2 separate regions of the Oryctolagus cuniculus genome follow, and region 1 is linked to region 2. The links are chromatin contacts, called in public Micro-C maps. All regions are on one chromosome and are shown on one strand. The core of a region is the stretch at or near the end of the contact, and the rest is flanking DNA. Distances in the headings are between cores, read along the strand shown.

The links. A called contact is a pair of places that touch in the nucleus more often than the background predicts.
Region 1: a Micro-C map of ear pinna shows a contact between it and region 2, with 6 times the contacts expected there. The contact joins the promoter of PCBP1 here to the promoter of TIA1 in region 2. A contact is called at or near these places in 2 of 6 Hi-C or Micro-C datasets (ear pinna and an unstated tissue).

Annotation. Positions count from the first base shown.
Region 1 is chr2:132,584,478-132,589,478 of mOryCun1.1, reverse strand. It overlaps PCBP1 (poly(rC) binding protein 1), which reads left to right and starts at 2,905. Exons shown (of 1, transcript NM_001082124.1): 1 at 2,905-4,386. The coding sequence starts at 2,935. The coding sequence ends at 4,005. It overlaps LOC103347661, which reads right to left and starts at 2,606. Exons shown (of 7, transcript XM_070069016.1): 1 at 2,472-2,606; 2 at 753-838.
Region 2 is chr2:132,434,962-132,440,029 of mOryCun1.1, reverse strand. It overlaps TIA1 (TIA1 cytotoxic granule associated RNA binding protein), which reads right to left and starts at 1,954. Exons shown (of 12, transcript XM_008254288.4): 1 at 1,652-1,954. The coding sequence starts at 1,677. TRNAG-CCC (transfer RNA glycine (anticodon CCC)) reads right to left here and starts at 2,282; the gene lies at 2,212-2,282.

The sequences.
Region 1 (5,001 bases), core at 1,656-4,155, 150 kb before region 2:
AATGAATTGATGCACAGAAGGAAGCTTAGAACCATGCCTAGCACATAGTGAGCACTTTTACATAGTGAACACAATTACAATCACTGTTGCTGTTACGTCTTTATCAATTAAAATTGTTTGTGGAGTTATAAAAATAATGTGAAAGCACTTTGGGAAACCTGACATATGATATTAATGTACATTAAAACTAAAAAAATCTTCTGTGTCTGACACCAGTAGAAGCAGAGCTCCGTGGGGACACATCCACCAGCCATGCATTACATGGACGGGTCCACAGGCTCTGAATTATCTGTCATGCTCTGTCAATATTTGCAGAGAAATGGAGGCTTGGCACCAAAATGAAATAATTTATTTTTACCTGGTTGGGTCACTGGGGTGGGGAAGGCGGGAGTCCAGCCCCTGAGTGGCTGAGGAAAGCAAGTGAATCACACAGAGAATTATTTGCTCCCCCCGAGCCAGGTAGATTCAAATGTGCCACAGACAAGGCCAGAGTGACAAATACCTGAGACTCTGGGCAGGGCTGAATCACTTCCACTTCTCTATCCTCTCCCAAACACCTCATAAAATGGCACTGGAGCCCGCTACAGGTGTCACACTAGGAAAACTGGGAGCCCCCAGGCAGACACAAACACAGGCTTGGTCACATCTAAAGGCTCTCTAACGGGTTTCTTCAACACTTGCCTAAACGTTTAAAATAGCATTTAAATTCTAAAAGCCTGGTTTATAGTAAAATCTAAAAATGTTGTGCTCACCAGGAAGAAAATCAGGTCTGGATTCCATGCCCGACACTGTGTGACCTTGAATTAAACCCTTCATGTTTCTAGGTTTGTATCTTCCTCTGTTAAAAAAAAGAGAGAGAAAGACAGAGATAACAATATCTACCTCAGAAGATCGTGGTAAAAAGATGGTATGAGTAAAATACCTAGCACAGGATCACAATAAATGTCTAAATCTTTTAGATTGAGTGAACACCACTTGTGGTCAGTTGAGGTTCACTGGGCAGCTGGCCTGTGAAAAAGCCAGACGTCCTACTCTCTTCAGGGAAGTTAAATCATTTTTCAGAAGCAGCTTTTTAAATCCGCACATGAGCCTGTAAAGCAGAAATTTCCCACGTCATTCCTTAAAACAGTGATTTCTAAATGCTTTGGTACTGGGGGAGCATCGTTGCGGTTCACAAATTATTTCAGGGTACTGCGTCCTATTATCCACTAACAAAAATTTTTTAAAGCGATAGGATCAATATTGTGCCCACATTTCGGAGCTATTTGCGTTCCCTGCTCCAGTTAAAGGGGGTGGGGAACTCGTTCAAATGGTCCACCAAGCGTCGGACCAGCCTGCGGGACTTCATCCCGAGCGGTCATAAGACCAGCGGCGCGGGGAGGGCCCAGGGCGGGGGCGCGCGTTCTAGAGCTTTCGGGCCCACCCCGATTTCTCGTTGGCGACGGATCGAGGCCACGTGTCGCCATTTTGTGTTCAGAAAACATGGCGGCCGCCCGCGTGGGGAAGGGGGTCGCGGTGGCGCGCTACGTTAGTCTTCTCCCCTGGTCTCTTGATGAACTTGGCGCACACCGTCTTTCCTCGTCTGGCTTAGCCAGAGGAAGAAAGGCAGGGGGCAAAAACCATAACTCGGACGCGCCAGCGTCTCGAGCGACATTTCCTTTGCGCAAGCAACGGCAGAAAAGCTGCCCAAGATGGCGGGCGCCGCCGCCGGGGGCCGCCCCCGGAGAAGCGGGGCGCGGCGGCCGCGCGGAAGGCAAAGGGCTGAAAGGCAGCCTCGGGGGCGTGGGCCGCGCGCAAAAGGCGCAGAAACAACCCAAAGCCCTGGTCCGCGCCCGCTCAGCACAGAACTACACCATTGTTTCAAATGTCTGACGAGGCCGCTGCGGTAGAAACGACACAAGGGCAGGAGGAGGGGTTTCTGTGGGTTTCACCGAAAGAAAGTTGCAAAATGCAAACAAAGCATTATGTAAATGGACGCCATTCTTTTTTTATGGCCACGTTTCCAGTATGCCCTACAAACGGTCCGCAGAGCCCAGACTCAGGCGGCGGCGGGGTGGGTTTCGGCCTTTCGGCTCACCGGCCGCCGCCGCGGGGCTGGGACAGGGGTGGGGGCTAGAGCGGGGCGCCCGGACGCCGGGGACGAAAGGCCCCCACGTGCCCGCCCGCGCCCGCCCCTCCAGCCTCGCCTCGCCGCCCCTCCCCCCCGGAAGACAGCAGCGGCCCCTCCCGTCGCCCCCACCCTCGCGCACGCGCCCTGGCCACCTCACGCGCACGTTTTAAACCCGCGGCGTCCCGGCAGCTGCCTGCAGTTACCGCCAGGGCTGCCCGTGTCGCTCCGGACAGAAAACTCCTTTGCTAGGGCAGAAAAATAAAGCGTGTCCTTCATACACAACACCAATATTTCCAGTCATCCTCCGGTGCCGTTAGCGTTAATAAAATTCACGGTCATTTTAAAACTTTGCCGGACTCACACTTTCCGTTCCCCGTGTGCTTTATTGTCAGTACCGCAGCGTTAGTTTTTTTTTTTTTTAAGTACCGCGTGGGGCTTGGCGCAATCTTGTGACCTAAAAACCACGGGTCCTCATTTTTTTTCAAGGGGTCCTGCGCAGCAAGCACTTCCGGGGTCAGAGGGTACGCGGGGTTGAAAGCGGGCTTCCCGCCCCGCCCAGACCGCCGAGGCTGCCGCCGGAGTCGCCACCGCCGCGCCCTCGCCCACCCGCCCGCCCGCCGCTCCCGGCCCCGCTCGCCCCCTCCGCCGCCGCCGCCCGCCCCTGCGACGACGCCGCGGCCTCCCGCCCGCGCCCGCTCGCTCCCGCGGCCCTCGCTCGCCTCGCGCCGGCAGTTTTGGGCCTACACCTCCCCTCCCCCCGCCAGCCACCAAAGACTTGACCACGTAACGAGCCCAACTCCCCCGAACGCCGCCCGCCGCTCGCCATGGATGCCGGTGTGACTGAAAGCGGACTAAATGTGACTCTCACCATTCGGCTTCTTATGCACGGAAAGGAAGTAGGAAGCATCATTGGGAAGAAAGGGGAGTCGGTTAAGAGGATCCGCGAGGAGAGTGGCGCGCGGATCAACATCTCGGAGGGGAATTGTCCGGAGCGAATCATCACTCTGACCGGCCCCACTAATGCCATCTTCAAGGCATTCGCTATGATCATCGACAAGCTGGAGGAAGATATCAACAGCTCCATGACCAACAGCACGGCGGCCAGCCGGCCCCCGGTGACCCTGCGGCTGGTGGTGCCGGCCACCCAGTGCGGCTCCCTGATCGGGAAAGGCGGGTGTAAGATCAAAGAGATCCGCGAGAGCACGGGGGCCCAGGTCCAGGTGGCGGGGGATATGCTGCCCAACTCGACCGAGCGGGCCATCACCATCGCGGGCGTGCCGCAGTCTGTCACCGAGTGTGTCAAGCAGATCTGCCTGGTCATGCTGGAGACGCTCTCCCAGTCTCCGCAAGGGAGAGTCATGACCATTCCGTACCAGCCCATGCCGGCCAGCTCTCCGGTCATCTGCGCGGGCGGCCAAGATCGCTGCAGCGACGCTGCGGGCTACCCCCACGCCACCCATGACCTGGAGGGACCACCTCTAGATGCCTACTCGATTCAAGGACAACACACCATTTCTCCGCTCGATCTGGCCAAGCTGAACCAGGTGGCAAGACAACAGTCTCACTTTGCCATGATGCACGGCGGGACCGGATTCGCCGGAATTGACTCCAGCTCTCCAGAGGTGAAAGGCTATTGGGCAAGTTTGGATGCATCTACTCAAACCACCCATGAACTCACCATTCCAAATAACTTAATTGGCTGCATAATCGGGCGCCAAGGCGCCAACATTAATGAGATCCGCCAGATGTCGGGGGCCCAGATCAAAATTGCCAACCCAGTGGAAGGCTCTTCTGGTAGGCAGGTTACTATCACTGGCTCTGCTGCCAGTATTAGTCTGGCCCAGTATCTAATCAATGCCAGGCTTTCCTCTGAGAAGGGCATGGGGTGCAGCTAGAACAGTGTAGGTTCACTCATAACCCCTTTCTGCTGTTTTCCCATGATCCAACTGTGTAATTTCTGGTCAGTGATTCCAGGTTTTAAATAATTTGTAAGTGTTCAGTTTCTACACTTTATCATCCGCTAAGAATTTAAAAATCACATTCTCTGTTCAGCTGTTAATGCTGGGATCCATATTTAGTTTTATAAGCTTTTCCCTGTTTTTAGTTTTGTTTTGGGTTTTTTGGCTCATGAATTTTATTTCTGTTTGTCGATAAGAAATGTAAGAGTGGAATGTTAATAAATTTCAGTTTAGTTCTGTAACGTCAAGAATTTAAGAATTAAAAATGGATTGGTTAAAATATGCTTCATATTTGAAAAAGCTGGGAATTGCTATCTTAAACTCTTTGTTGGTGCTTTTTTTTCTTCCCCTTTTAGCGGTAGGTGTTTGGAGGGAAGCGGGAGAAGGGGGGGGCCGGTCCGCGGTCATTCTCTCCGGCTCTTCTCACCTTATGGGTAAGATTCCATTCCCTCTGTGCGGCAACAAAGGAACCCCAGGCAGGTTGGGCCTGCTTTGGGCTATTTTGCCCCACCCCCACTCCCAGTGACATCTCCCAAGTTCCAGAGAGAGGCCTCTGCCCATTTCTCTGGTAGGAAAGCAGGTTTTCTCTGGTGGAGAAAGTGCCCATTCACTAGGACCTCCGATGACTGGCAGAGCGTCCTCGCCCTCTAGCCAGTCTCCCTACCCCCCATCTCACATGAAAAACTTAGCCAGGAACAACGACAAAAAAACTGAGGTGGGAGGAGCCTGGGGGGAGGGAAGGGAAGGGGTGGGTAGGTGGGTGGGGAAGGAGGGAGCCCACGCTGTGGGCTGGGGTGGGAGGAGGGCAACAGCTGCAGGCTGGTGGTGGGGAACCAGGGGTCTTTGGTTGCACATCAGGAGCATGTGGGACACACGTGGAACATGCACCTGTGGCAAGCAGCCTGTCAGGCTGTTAATACACCTGCCAAGTGG
Region 2 (5,068 bases), core at 705-3,204:
TCTTGAAGAGGGTTAATGAGCATGTAAAGCACTCAACACAGAGCCTGGTATATAGTAAGCAGCCAATAACTGCCTGTGAATAAAACTCCACTGTTTCTCCTGCAATGGGTTCCTTCCTTGTCCCCAGGCTAGCACTATGCAACTACCTGTTTCTATAGACTGGCCTGAGACAGCTGAAGTTGTCTTCATTATTTGATAGCCCCAAATCAAAAATACTAAAAAGTTCCCACATATTTTTGGCAGTTACTGAAATTAAAAAATTTCAAAGTAATGAAAGATTCTTACCATTTGAAGGCATTAGTAAGGAACAATGTTTAACCCAATAAGCTGCTGACTCTCTTTAGTTCTACCTAAGAGGCAAGTGGAGAAAAAAGGTTTTCACACCGAAGGAGGCTAATAATTTTTGGGAGCAGTACTCTACAGATACAATCTTTCAAAAACAAAGGCCATGTCCTGTTGCATCCTATAAGAAGATACATGCTTTAGAATAACTTGAATATCCAGACAGCTAGAAAAACAATCTAAAATTGCATGATTAATGCATTGGGCTCTCAAACTGGCAGTTTCTGAAGAATGAAAAAAGCTAGTCAAGAACCCACTGAAAAGTAACTATGAGATGATACACAGCAATGTTTCTCTACAGTAACATTTTAACTATATGAATCCAATAATATCACTGTAGACCTCAGATATACACAGTAAAATGTATTTTAAACAAACCAAAACCCCCACTGAGCTTTTTTTTTTTTTTTTAAGAGAAATGCAACAAAGGCAGGATCACTCTTCCAATAGTGCTTAGAAAAACAAAGAGGCAGGGGGAGGGGGAGGGCTATAAGACAAATAGCCCAAACTCAGGTCCTGTAACACTAATTCTAGAAATCCCCGGACCTGACTATTCATTAACTGTTGCTTCACAAAAAACCGCCCGTTCTCTCCGCCACATGTCAATGCCAGCAGGAGCAGGCGACGGTGGAAACGAGTTAATCCACTCCCTGGGGCCGGGGAGGGGGGGTCCATTTTTAAAAAAGCAGTTTCAAAATCCTTGGGGCGTCCAGTTCGGCTTTTTGGTCGGGGGTGCTACGGAAGGAAAGCCAGCGAGTGGTTAACGACGGAGATTTGGCTTTTGTCCAGTTGGCAACCGCCAGAATAAAGTTTACTTCACTAAAAAGGAACACGAGCAGCCGCGAGAATAAAAGATCCTATCAACGAGAACGTGAAAGGCAGAGTTTCGGGCGGAGGACCAAAGTAAAATCAGAGAGGACTGTAAAGATAGAGAATCATCAAGAAACAGAAACAGGACGGGGCGGGAAAAAGAGAAGGAAGAGAACGAGTCGAAAGGGAGGTCTGCCGAGTTCGAAGAAGGGGTTTGAATGAAAAAGTCTCTGCTCCAGGTCTGAGCCGGCGAGGGGCCGTGCCCCGCGGCGGTGCAGTTCAGACCCAGCGGCTCACTCGCAGGGCTGACCCCTCGCCCTCCGCATCGTCCGCTCACAGCCCGGGTCTCCGTCCTAAGCAGCCAGGTGTGCGCTAAGGAGACGGAAAGCGCGATCTCGCGGCGGCCACGGAGAACAATAGGCGGGGCAGCGGCGCGGGGCCGAGGCCTCCTTCCGGGACGACCACCATCCCGCCTCCCTCATCGCTGCCCCAGACTCACAGAGTCTTGGGCATCTCGTCCTCCATGGCTGCTGCTGTCGCGGCGGCGCCTCCAGGTCCAGCTCCCTGCCCTTTACTACCTCCCAACTCCTTTGGGCAGCTATGGCTGCGGAATAGCAGGGTTTCTTCGTGGACTAGAGGTTACTCCGCCTCCTCCCGTGGCGGCGACTACACTCGACCGCCTGGCCCAGCGCGAACAATGAAGCCCCGATACAAGATGGCGGCCAGCCGGGAGCCCTGGGGCCGCCAGCGGAGTGACCCCGGCCGCGCAGGCGCAGAGTAACTTTGCATGCTCAACCTCCCGGCTGCAAGGCTATCCCTCCTTCCATAGGTTCACTTGTTGCGCAGCCGCTCTTCCACTGACTTGAGGCATGCCGCGGACTGCGCAGTGGCAAGGGTTAAGGGAGCTTGCCTAAACTTTTGTCTGCCGTCTCGCTCCTAAGGTTTTAATAGTGAATTCTAATGAAATAGAAACTTACAGAGAAGGTAAATGACCGCAATATTTCCATCAGCAGGATTCGTCATGACTGTTCAATCAACTCATTGAGAGCAAAATATCTGTGCGCCGCCCGGGAATCGAACCCGGGTCGCAAGAATGGGAATCTTGCATGATACCACTACACCAGCGGCGCTGTTGGAAGAAAGGCTCACAAGAAACTCTTATGAGAAAATTTAAGCAGCTGTTCTCTCCGACGCCAGGATGGATTTTATATTCATTTACTCCTAGAAAATGAAAATTTGACAGTGTATGATCTTCTACTTTTCAGCGATACAAGAAACTATCCTTTTTTCATCCCAATACAGTTGAATACATGTTTCTACTTTTTAAGCGCAGAAAAAGCTCAATTAATTTTTTTTACTTAAAAGGAAGAATTTAGTTAAGAAGTGTTTGCCTTGTTAGAGCTAAAATCAAATTTTTGAGAGCCAGAAAAATATTTCCAGGTAAAGGGTATTTCTTTATATTTGCATTTCTTTGGTATAATCAATGTACCTTGAAAAACATTTTAAGAAACAGTTGTTGAATGCAAACAGGTCACAATAATCTTAAAAGTAAATGAAAATACATAAGCTTCAGTCCTCTTTTAGGAACTAGAAAATTTAGGGCTCTAAAATGTGGTTCAGTGTACTCATTGTGCATTTCACATTGCATTTTATAAGTTACAAGAAATATTATTTTCAAAACAAAGGAGAATTTACACATCCGAAAAGAGGGAATTTACAAATTCCTCTTCAAAGTAGTGATACATTTTGGATTTCTATTTTTGGAAATTATCTTTAGTCTTTGAATATTTCAATTTATATTATATTATATTATATTATATTATATTATATTATATTATATTCAAAGATATGAAATATTCATCTCTTGAACATGAATAAGACACATTTTAATAATTAAGGGTATTTTTAACACCTACTTGAGATACTCATTTAAGTTTTAATTCACAGTTTACTCACAGAGGTGTTCACCCATCACCACAATTAATTTCCAAAAAGGAAACCCTTACTAATTAGCCGTTGCTGCCTTTTTCCCATTCCATGCCACTCCCCGTCTCATCTTTCTATTCGCATAGATTTGCCCATTTTGACATTTCCTGGAATCACACAGGTGACTGGTTTCTTTCACTTAGCATTATGCTTTCATGGTTCATCCATGGAGCACATATCAGTTCTTCATTTCATTGCCCAACAAAATTTCTCTGTATGGATATTGCACAAGTACTTCTTTGGTACAGTATTTTTTTAAGTTACCAAAGTAATATATATGCTCACTCTGACAAGTGAAACAATATAGATACATAAGGAAAATGTTAAAATTCCCTTCATTCTTCCCCTTTTGTAAACTTTCATATATTGTTTGATATGCATAGAGAGGCACATGTATGTAAGTACTTGGGATTTTCAGTTACTTAGAAAATAATGCCAGAGGTAATACTTTGTAACTTGCTTCTCTCACTTAAACTTAGCATATTTTCCAATTCAACAAATACAGATTTAATTGTTTTTCAGTAGTTGCATAACAGTCTGTATACTAGGTGGCATGGTAGATATTAGACTAGTATGTGACAGAGATTAAAGAAAATGGGAATTTTTGTGTGGTTGAATGAGGGGGAAAAAAAAAGGAAAAGTAGAAGCACACCTGGGAAGCTAGCCATTGCCCTCTTTGGACAACCTAGTTAGGTGGGTTCCAGTCCTCTCCAGGGGCACCTTAGTGGAATCTTGCTCTCTGGGGACCAATAACACTGTGCTAATGAAGTTCTGGGAGGAATTTCACAAATCCTGCCACACCTAGAAAGCCCTCGGCCCAGGATGATCCCAGAAGAGGGGAGTGGAGGAGAAACGGTGAGCCTATACCCATGTCCATAAAATCTCCAGTCTGAATCCAGGCAGGGCCCCAGTTCTCTGCGGAGATGCCTGCCTAGCAGGGGCATTGCGTTCATTAAACGTGGCTAGCAGCTCACTGCTACTCCCTGTCTCCCTCTGAAGTTCTTTTTTTTGCATGAAGACAAGGACTTCTGATCAGCCGTCTCCAGTAACACACAGAATAAATTACATTTATTTGATGGTAAAGTGAACAAGCAAATCACCATACATGGTATTGATGGACATGTAGGGTACTCTACTCCCCCCCATCTACAAACAACGTTACAGTAGCATCCTGGTACAAATATAAATTGATTGCCAAACCTGGAGTCACTGAATTAAATGGTGTGTACATAATCTTCATAGATAAAGGTTGTAGCCATTCACGTCTCCACTAGCAAGCTTTGAAAGTCCGTTCTTAAGACCTCCCCGTCCCACCCCACTTTTCTCTGCACTAAGATATTGTATTTTACTAATTTTTGCCAATATGATAAATGAAAAATAGTATATCCTTGTTTTGGTTCGCATTTACCTAAACTGCTACTGGGGTGGAGCTCTCTCTCTCTCTCTCTCTCTATATATATATATATATATATGTACATGCATATATATATTATATGTATATAATTTTTAAACCATTGACACTTCTTTCATCTTTGACAAATTGCCTATTCATACATTTGTCTGTATTTATATTGAATTGTTCACTTCCCATCAATCTGTAGAACTCTTAGAATATTTGTGATAATGATCACAACCCTTTTGTCCTAATGGCAGCATTTTTCTCATGCATTATTTTTTGTTTTTACTTTTAAAATTTTATTCCTTGCCACCTGAAAAAGTTTAGGCTTTTTTTCCCTCCAGTGAAAGCCTCATTTACAGTCATTTGAGCCTTATGAAATTTACCTGTAAGTTTCTGTATCTTTCTTAATATGAATACAAATATTTAGAGAGAATTTGGGAATTCAGAAAATTAATATGAGTAGAAATAAATGTTGCCCTAAAATTGTATACCCTAGAGGTAACTTTTTAAATTTTTATTTAATGAATGCAT